Regions from separate parts of the Triticum aestivum genome. Here region 2 is linked to region 1. Evidence: chromatin contacts called from public Hi-C data. All regions are on one chromosome and are shown on one strand. Each heading gives the region's core, a stretch centred on a gene start, on an enhancer-like site or on the middle of the called end of the contact. The rest is flanking DNA. Distances are from core to core; before and after follow the strand shown. Region 1 has its middle 55 kb from the start of LOC123044280. Region 2 holds the start of LOC123044280 (ninja-family protein 2).

Region 1 (3,225 bases), core at 384-2,883:
GGGGAGATGCCTGGACAATCCACATTAAGAGAAAACCTTCTGTTGCTCCAGGTGGTCTAGTCGGACGAGTCCGAGACGCAGTCCGTACGATTCAGGCAAAGCTTAGATGATCCAGGTAGCAACCTGGACGATCCGACTGTTGAGCTGAGGATGGTCATTTTGGTGGTAGGATTTGGCTTAGACACTTTTGGGGCTGTGTATGTGTAGGTTGTGCATGGAAAGATATTGACTTGAGCAAATCTTCAACGAACCCCTTTGAGCCCCTCTTAATAGTGCATGATCCCTATAACTCAAGATACAGAAGAAGGTGTGCTTCTTTTTGAGTCATATATATCCTGGTAGGTCCATGATCCCTACACAATGATGCCAAAGGGACTAATATCATTAACATCAAAACAAGATTAAGGGTATGATTACACTCTCAATGGGATCTGGTGATTGTGGAGGCGTTTGTTTCATGTTTCTTCAGCCAACCGAGGAGGGCAAGGTGCACTTGTTTCCATCCTCCTAGAGTCCATCATCGTGTCGGAGATTGGGTGCTGATGTCTAATCCAAAGCACATGTTGCTGCTCTATCACACACTTCTTTTGAGCGGTGTTTTGTAGCATCTCTGGTTGCTCCGATGCTGACTGTTTTGGCCGAATGGCAACTGTTTTCCTCCCGGCCAATATACCGAAAGGAAGGCCATGTGTGGTTGTGACTCAACGTTTGTTTCTTCTTCGTGTGGCTTATGTTGGCGACGGACCGACGGCGAGCCCCCAATCCAAATGGTTATGTCCTTGGCGATGGCGAGCTCCATAAGGTGTGAGAACCATGTTGATGACTTCGAGTTTTTTTTTTGGCAAAGTATTTGGACCGAGTTGGAATTTTGCAACTGCAATGCAATATCTATAAGACTGTTCGGGTCCTTCGTGATCCGTCTCTTGTTAAACAAGCACATTTTGGAGCAAAGCAAGAATAACTCTTATCTCATGATAATTTTATTGATGTATGTTGAAAAATGGAAGATTTTTATGTTCCAATAGTATATACTATATCAAGTTTAGCATGAACCAGCACGACGTTATCCGAAAATCCACGAATTTGTGCGTGAACCATTCATGCCACAGACAAGAGCCCCACGGTACCAGGTAGTATTTCCTACGGCACCAATCGAGTGCATTAACATACTGCGTTAAAAGAAACACGGCGCCAATCCAGTAACCTCGTTCGTTTCTCCCAGCTCGAAGCCGCCAAGCCGAGCCACACCCAGATCAAAAAGCATCCCCGAGCCGGCTCGCGTCGGCTCGGCTGGAGGCCCCACGCGATGAGGGTAGCTCTCCGCGACCCTGTAGGGGCACCCAGCAGGCAGCAACTGGCACCCAACAAACAGCCGCTGCAACTTGCCGCGCCCCGCGGGTCCCACCCCCGAGGGCCTACGCCACAGCGACACGTCGCCCCCCGCGCATCCGTCCGCTTTTAAAGCCCGCGGGCGGGCGGGCGGTACGGGTACGTGTGCGTGAGGCCGCCGCATCGCGCGCCACGTGCGGCCTCCCTCCTCCCCCGTGGGTCCCACGACAGCTCACCGCCCCACACGCAGGCCAGCTTTGCCGTCGCGCCCCTCCCTTTTCGTTCCTCGAGACCCGTCCGCGGCCAGTGACACGCGGGGCCACGCGGATCCCGGGCCCGGCGGTTGGCGCCACGCATGCGGTACGAGGCCTGTGGGTGATTCTGCGGTGAGGTAAGCGCGCAGGTGGGGTGTTGTCGCGGGGTCTGCGGTGGGCGGACACGTCACCCCCGGGTGGGGGCGACGGCGACGTACCGGCGCGGAGATCCACGTGTCGGGGGAAAGGCCCGGAGGGGGCGAACGGACGGCGGAGATGGGCGCCTGCCTGTCCTCCTTGGTGGGGCCAACCGCCCACAAGTGGATGGCGGATAGCGTTTGCTTGTGGTCTTCCGGTGGGAGGGTCAGGGATCCTCTGCGGCCAGCCGGCTGTGTGTATGGCGGGAAGAGTTGCCTGGGTGGGCGACAGACAGATAGTCGTATGAGGTCCCGTCCTCCATGTGTAAACCTCTGGGTTCTCTGTAGTTATCTCTTTCCTGGATTCCATCTGTGTAGCTCAACACGTACTTGTTTGTAATCATGCTACTGGAACAGCTCAACACGTACTTGACAGTTAAATGAGCTCAGTCAATTTTTCCGGTGTTCTTTATGTTCTTCAGCTTGACTAATGTACATTCGGCATCAGTCGATGCCGCGCAGGTATACAGATGATTTCGAATACACTGTCCCTGCAGTGCTGCAATAACAAGGTGAAAATGCAGACAGTACTGAACAGACACACGCTCATCTCTACAACAGTATACAGATGATCTCAACCGTAATAAGGACGCTTAGCTCAAGCAGCTAGGCAGAAAGTATAGCCAGCCAAGATGTGTCTCTGAAGAACAGTCTAAAGCATCCGTGCTCACAAATGATCCGTCGAAACCCGGCACGCAGCCATCAGAGCTGACCAGCGACTAGCCAATAATTGCCGGACCTCGACGGAGAGCCACAGCCACACGCGGCTCGTTCGCAGGGGATCCGGCAAATCCGCGAGGCGGGGAGCAGGATCTTGGGGATATCGATTTTGTACGATGTTCGCCACAGAAAAAAGGTGAAAGGAAGAAGAAAAAAACGGCGATCGGACGCTGTCAGATTCAAACCCTAATAATCTACTCCGCGTCCTCCCGTCTCCGCTCGTTGCACGGCGCCAAGTTGCGTTCGACCTTGCGCTTTCAAAGTAGTGGTTAGGCTGCTGATATTATTGTTAGCAGCAGTAGTACATGCTAATGCTGATGCCTTTTTTAAGAATGCAGTAAGTGCTAATCTCTGAACAAAGATTCGGCTTAGCTAGTGCGAAGTTTTCTTGCCAACTCTAACAATATTTAATATCGCCAAGTCTACTTCACAATTCTGACTACTCTCTCGGGTTTTATAAGAACTGCTTATACACCAAACGCCAAACAAACAAACAAAATTGATGACACATGTTTTTTTCTTTATGGTAATACGTGTCTCATTCATATCATAAATATTAAAGTATAAGTCACGTAAAGACCGACATGACAAAAGTAGTTAAAACTGAAAAGCGACTCGTACCCGTTTTGGGTTTAGGTTCCTAGGCGATTAACCTGGCCACTCGGCTTCGTCAACTCCTCACCTACTCCCTCCGTTCGAAATTACTTGTCTCGGAAATGGATGTA
Region 2 (3,225 bases), core at 332-2,831, 55 kb before region 1:
TTCATATCCCAATGTGTTCTTTTCCGTTTACTAATCGTCAGTGCTTTCCAGTTTTCAGGTAGACAATTCAAATCATATACTTATATTTAGTAGTAGCTGCTCGGATAATGATTAGCCTGAATAATCATACCCTGACGCTACGTAACTGTTAGTAGTGACTAAAAGCTTAGAAACTGCTTAGACACATGCCGTAGAAGGCATCTCTTGAGACCCTAGGAGCAACAGCACGGCTCGAAATAATCCCAGAAATGACATCACCCAAAACAAACGCCCCGAAAAGAACACAACAAATCCCATGCGTACGTAGAAGTATCATCAGGTTGTGCAGAAAAGAATTCCCCATTTCTAATGAATTTGGCGAAAAAGAAAAGCATCGGCTCAGCTAGCGTTCTAACGAATCGATCCCAGTAAATCACAAGACCAAAGCAAGATCCATGGCAAAGAACACTCGACTTGCTAGATCCCCCCTCTGCCCATGCATCTCCTACCAAAAGAACCACGGTAAGCTCGGCATGACACCGACCTGCATGGATCGCCGAGAGCTTGGCAACCAGAACAGGCAGCTGAATGAATAATTCAAGCAAGGGAACGCAATAGAACAGTGGGAATTGCAAGCTTATTGTAGCAAACAGTTCGAGTGGTAGGGAAGCTGATGAAAGCATGTGTATACCTTGCTCCGGCATGCTTGAGGAGGTGTTCCCCTGGTCGACGACGGAGCGGCGGAGCTGGAACGCGCTGGGGTAGAGCGGCTCCTGGGCGTCGTCCCGGCTGCTGCTGCCGCCGGACTTGCCGGAGTTCATGGAGGTGCGGCGCTCGAGGCGCTTGCGCTTGGCCTGGAGGCGCTTGAGGCTCTGCATCTCGCGGCGGCGCCACCGCTCCTCCTCCGTCTCGGTGGGGAGCGAGCTGGTGCGCATCAGCGGCGCCGGCGGGGGCGTGGCGGCGGCGAGGTCGTCGCTGGTGCCCGGGAGCGAGTACATGGCGGCGAGGGAGGAGGAGCGCACCAGCCGCGGCTTCTTGGCGTCCCGGCCGGAGTTGGCGCCGAAGCAGCCGCCCAGGGACAGGCCCAGGCTGAGCTCGACCACCTCGTCGGGCTCGCCGGCGCCGCCCCCCGCCTTGTCCGACGACGAGCCCTTCTCGCCGCCGAACCTGCCCAAGAAGTCCCTCGACGCCATGTCCGTCCGGCAGAGAGAGAGAGAGCAAGCAATTCCCCGCCGCGAAGCAGACGCCAATCCCTCCTCCCCCCAACCTCCAAGGACGGCCAAATTCTCAGGAAGACCTCGCCATTGCCGCGAATCCGTCCCGCGCCGGGCAATTCTCGGTCTCCAAACCCAGAGGGAAGAACATCACAGCGCCCAGGGAGGAACGAACAATCGACGAGCGCCGGGGAAGCAGAGCCAGCAGAATCGGCGGCAATCAGATCCCTGCGCGCGGCGTGTGGGATCCTCGAGCGAGAGGGGAGGGAGGGAGAGGGGGGATGGGAATGGAGAGGAGAGGAGAAGAGAAGGAGGCCTGCGTGCGTGTCGCTCTAATCTCCTTCGTTGTTAGACTGCTCCCTCCATTAAACCGAAATTGTTTGGAAATGGGAACAGGGGGGAGCTAGTTGGATGGGACTACGAGCGCATGGAGGCCGGCCACGTGTCGGACAGCGGGTACACGTGTTGGATCCCGACAAGCCGAGCCGGCATCGGGCGGCGCGCGGCTCGGCGCGGCTCGGCTCGGTTGGGACCGCGGTTGGTAATGGGAGTACTTGGGGAAGTGTGACGTGTCGAGGCCGCGTAGGGGCGTCTGCCTGACACGTTTCGGGCTTCCGGTTCAGGGCACGGCTCCCCGTGCGGTGTCCCTCCATACTATACTTCTACTAGTATCTTTTTCTATGTCCTACTATTTGTATGATTGTATCTATACGCACCTCCGGTAAATATTGCTGGGTATAAATAATCCTTGCACGCATCAGAAAGGCTTAAACGGCACATTCGTGTACCCTTTACTCAAAAGTGTAGAAAACTAAGAGTTTTTTCCAAAATGGTCAAAGATCACATATTAAATCAAATCAGCATTTACAAAAATATCATTTACGAGCATGAGAAATTACAGTTAAGTCCTTACAAAAATCAGCACCGTTTTCTTAATGTGCCTGTTGAAGACGTGCCGTGAGCAAAGCTCATTGCGGTCTTTGGGCCTCCATCGCAACATTGTTGAAACCGGGGAGCTTGCAGAAGTGATGGTTAAAGCCTGCTTTGATTGATAGGATAGGAATAGTATAGGAATATGAAAATCATAGGATGTGAGATGGCATGCATCTCAATTCCTAAAGAGAAAGACATGTCATTTGATGCATAAGATAGGAATTTTTTCATTAAGTCTAGGCTAATGTTTTTTTCCTTTGAAATGTGAAGGATTGAATCATATCCTACACAGGAATATGAATCCATTCTTACAAACCATAAGGCTTCAAAGGGATTTTTCCTATGAAGTTTCTATCCTTTACAGTTCCAACAAAATTCCTATGAACCAAAGAAGGCCTAAAAAGTTGCCGATTTAGACCAGCAAGCGTCGTGGTTGCAAACTGGAAAGGTCGTCACCCTGAAGAAGCTAAAACAACGCGAGCTAGAAGATAATCACAACTCCGACCAAACAAAAGAGGGGCATACAAACCTCACAAGTCCTTGGATAGAGTAATATTTGCATTAGGCTTCATCGAACGGAGACGGAACTAAAGAACAAAAACATGCCAAACAACATCCCCTCCTCAGTCATCGAAAATGCTAATAACAACACGATGAGTATTCGATGATTCACGCCATCATCTGACTTGTCGACGCCACACCAAGAAAGGGCATCACATGGGGAAATCCAGGAAGAATTATCCCACTTCGCCGCTGCTGTGTCAAAACTGGCGGATCTCGGGGTAGGGGGTCCCGAGCTGTGGATCTGGGATCGATGAGGAACAGGAGACAAGGGACACGAGGTTTTACCCAGGTTCGGACCCTCTCTAAGAGGTAAAACCCTACTCCTGCTTGACTATATTGATGAGTATGATTACAGGGTCGATCTACCTCGAGGTTAGGCTAGCTAAACCCTAGATGGGAAAGGTAATGAATGAAGCTCTAGCCCTAAAGACTAAAAACCCTTGGTTTATATAGGCACCGAGAGGGTTAGGATTACATGAAGTCGGTTTACAATGAAGGAAATATCATGCAGGCCTTGACTTGGAGGGCACACCAT

Evidence for each region. A called contact is a pair of places that touch in the nucleus more often than the background predicts.
Region 2: a Hi-C map of root shows a contact between it and region 1, with 8 times the contacts expected there. The contact joins the promoter of LOC123044280 here to the enhancer-like site in region 1. A contact is called at or near these places in 5 of 5 Hi-C or Micro-C datasets (leaf, root and an unstated tissue) and 1 of 1 datasets of contacts at active chromatin or transcription factors (leaf).

What each region holds. Positions count from the first base shown.
Region 1 is chr2B:190,580,124-190,583,348 of IWGSC CS RefSeq v2.1, reverse strand. No RefSeq gene overlaps it. Among protein-coding and RNA genes, the nearest start is that of LOC123044280, 55 kb to the left of the region's middle. Within about 2 kb of position 1,633, at least 8 of the 8 cell types and tissues checked have an H3K27ac peak or open chromatin away from gene starts, as enhancers often do. A contact at or near this core is called in leaf and root, where this site is marked.
Region 2 is chr2B:190,635,518-190,638,742 of IWGSC CS RefSeq v2.1, reverse strand. LOC123044280 (ninja-family protein 2) reads right to left here and starts at 1,581. Exons shown (of 2, transcript NM_001426744.1): 1 at 671-1,581. The coding sequence starts at 1,172.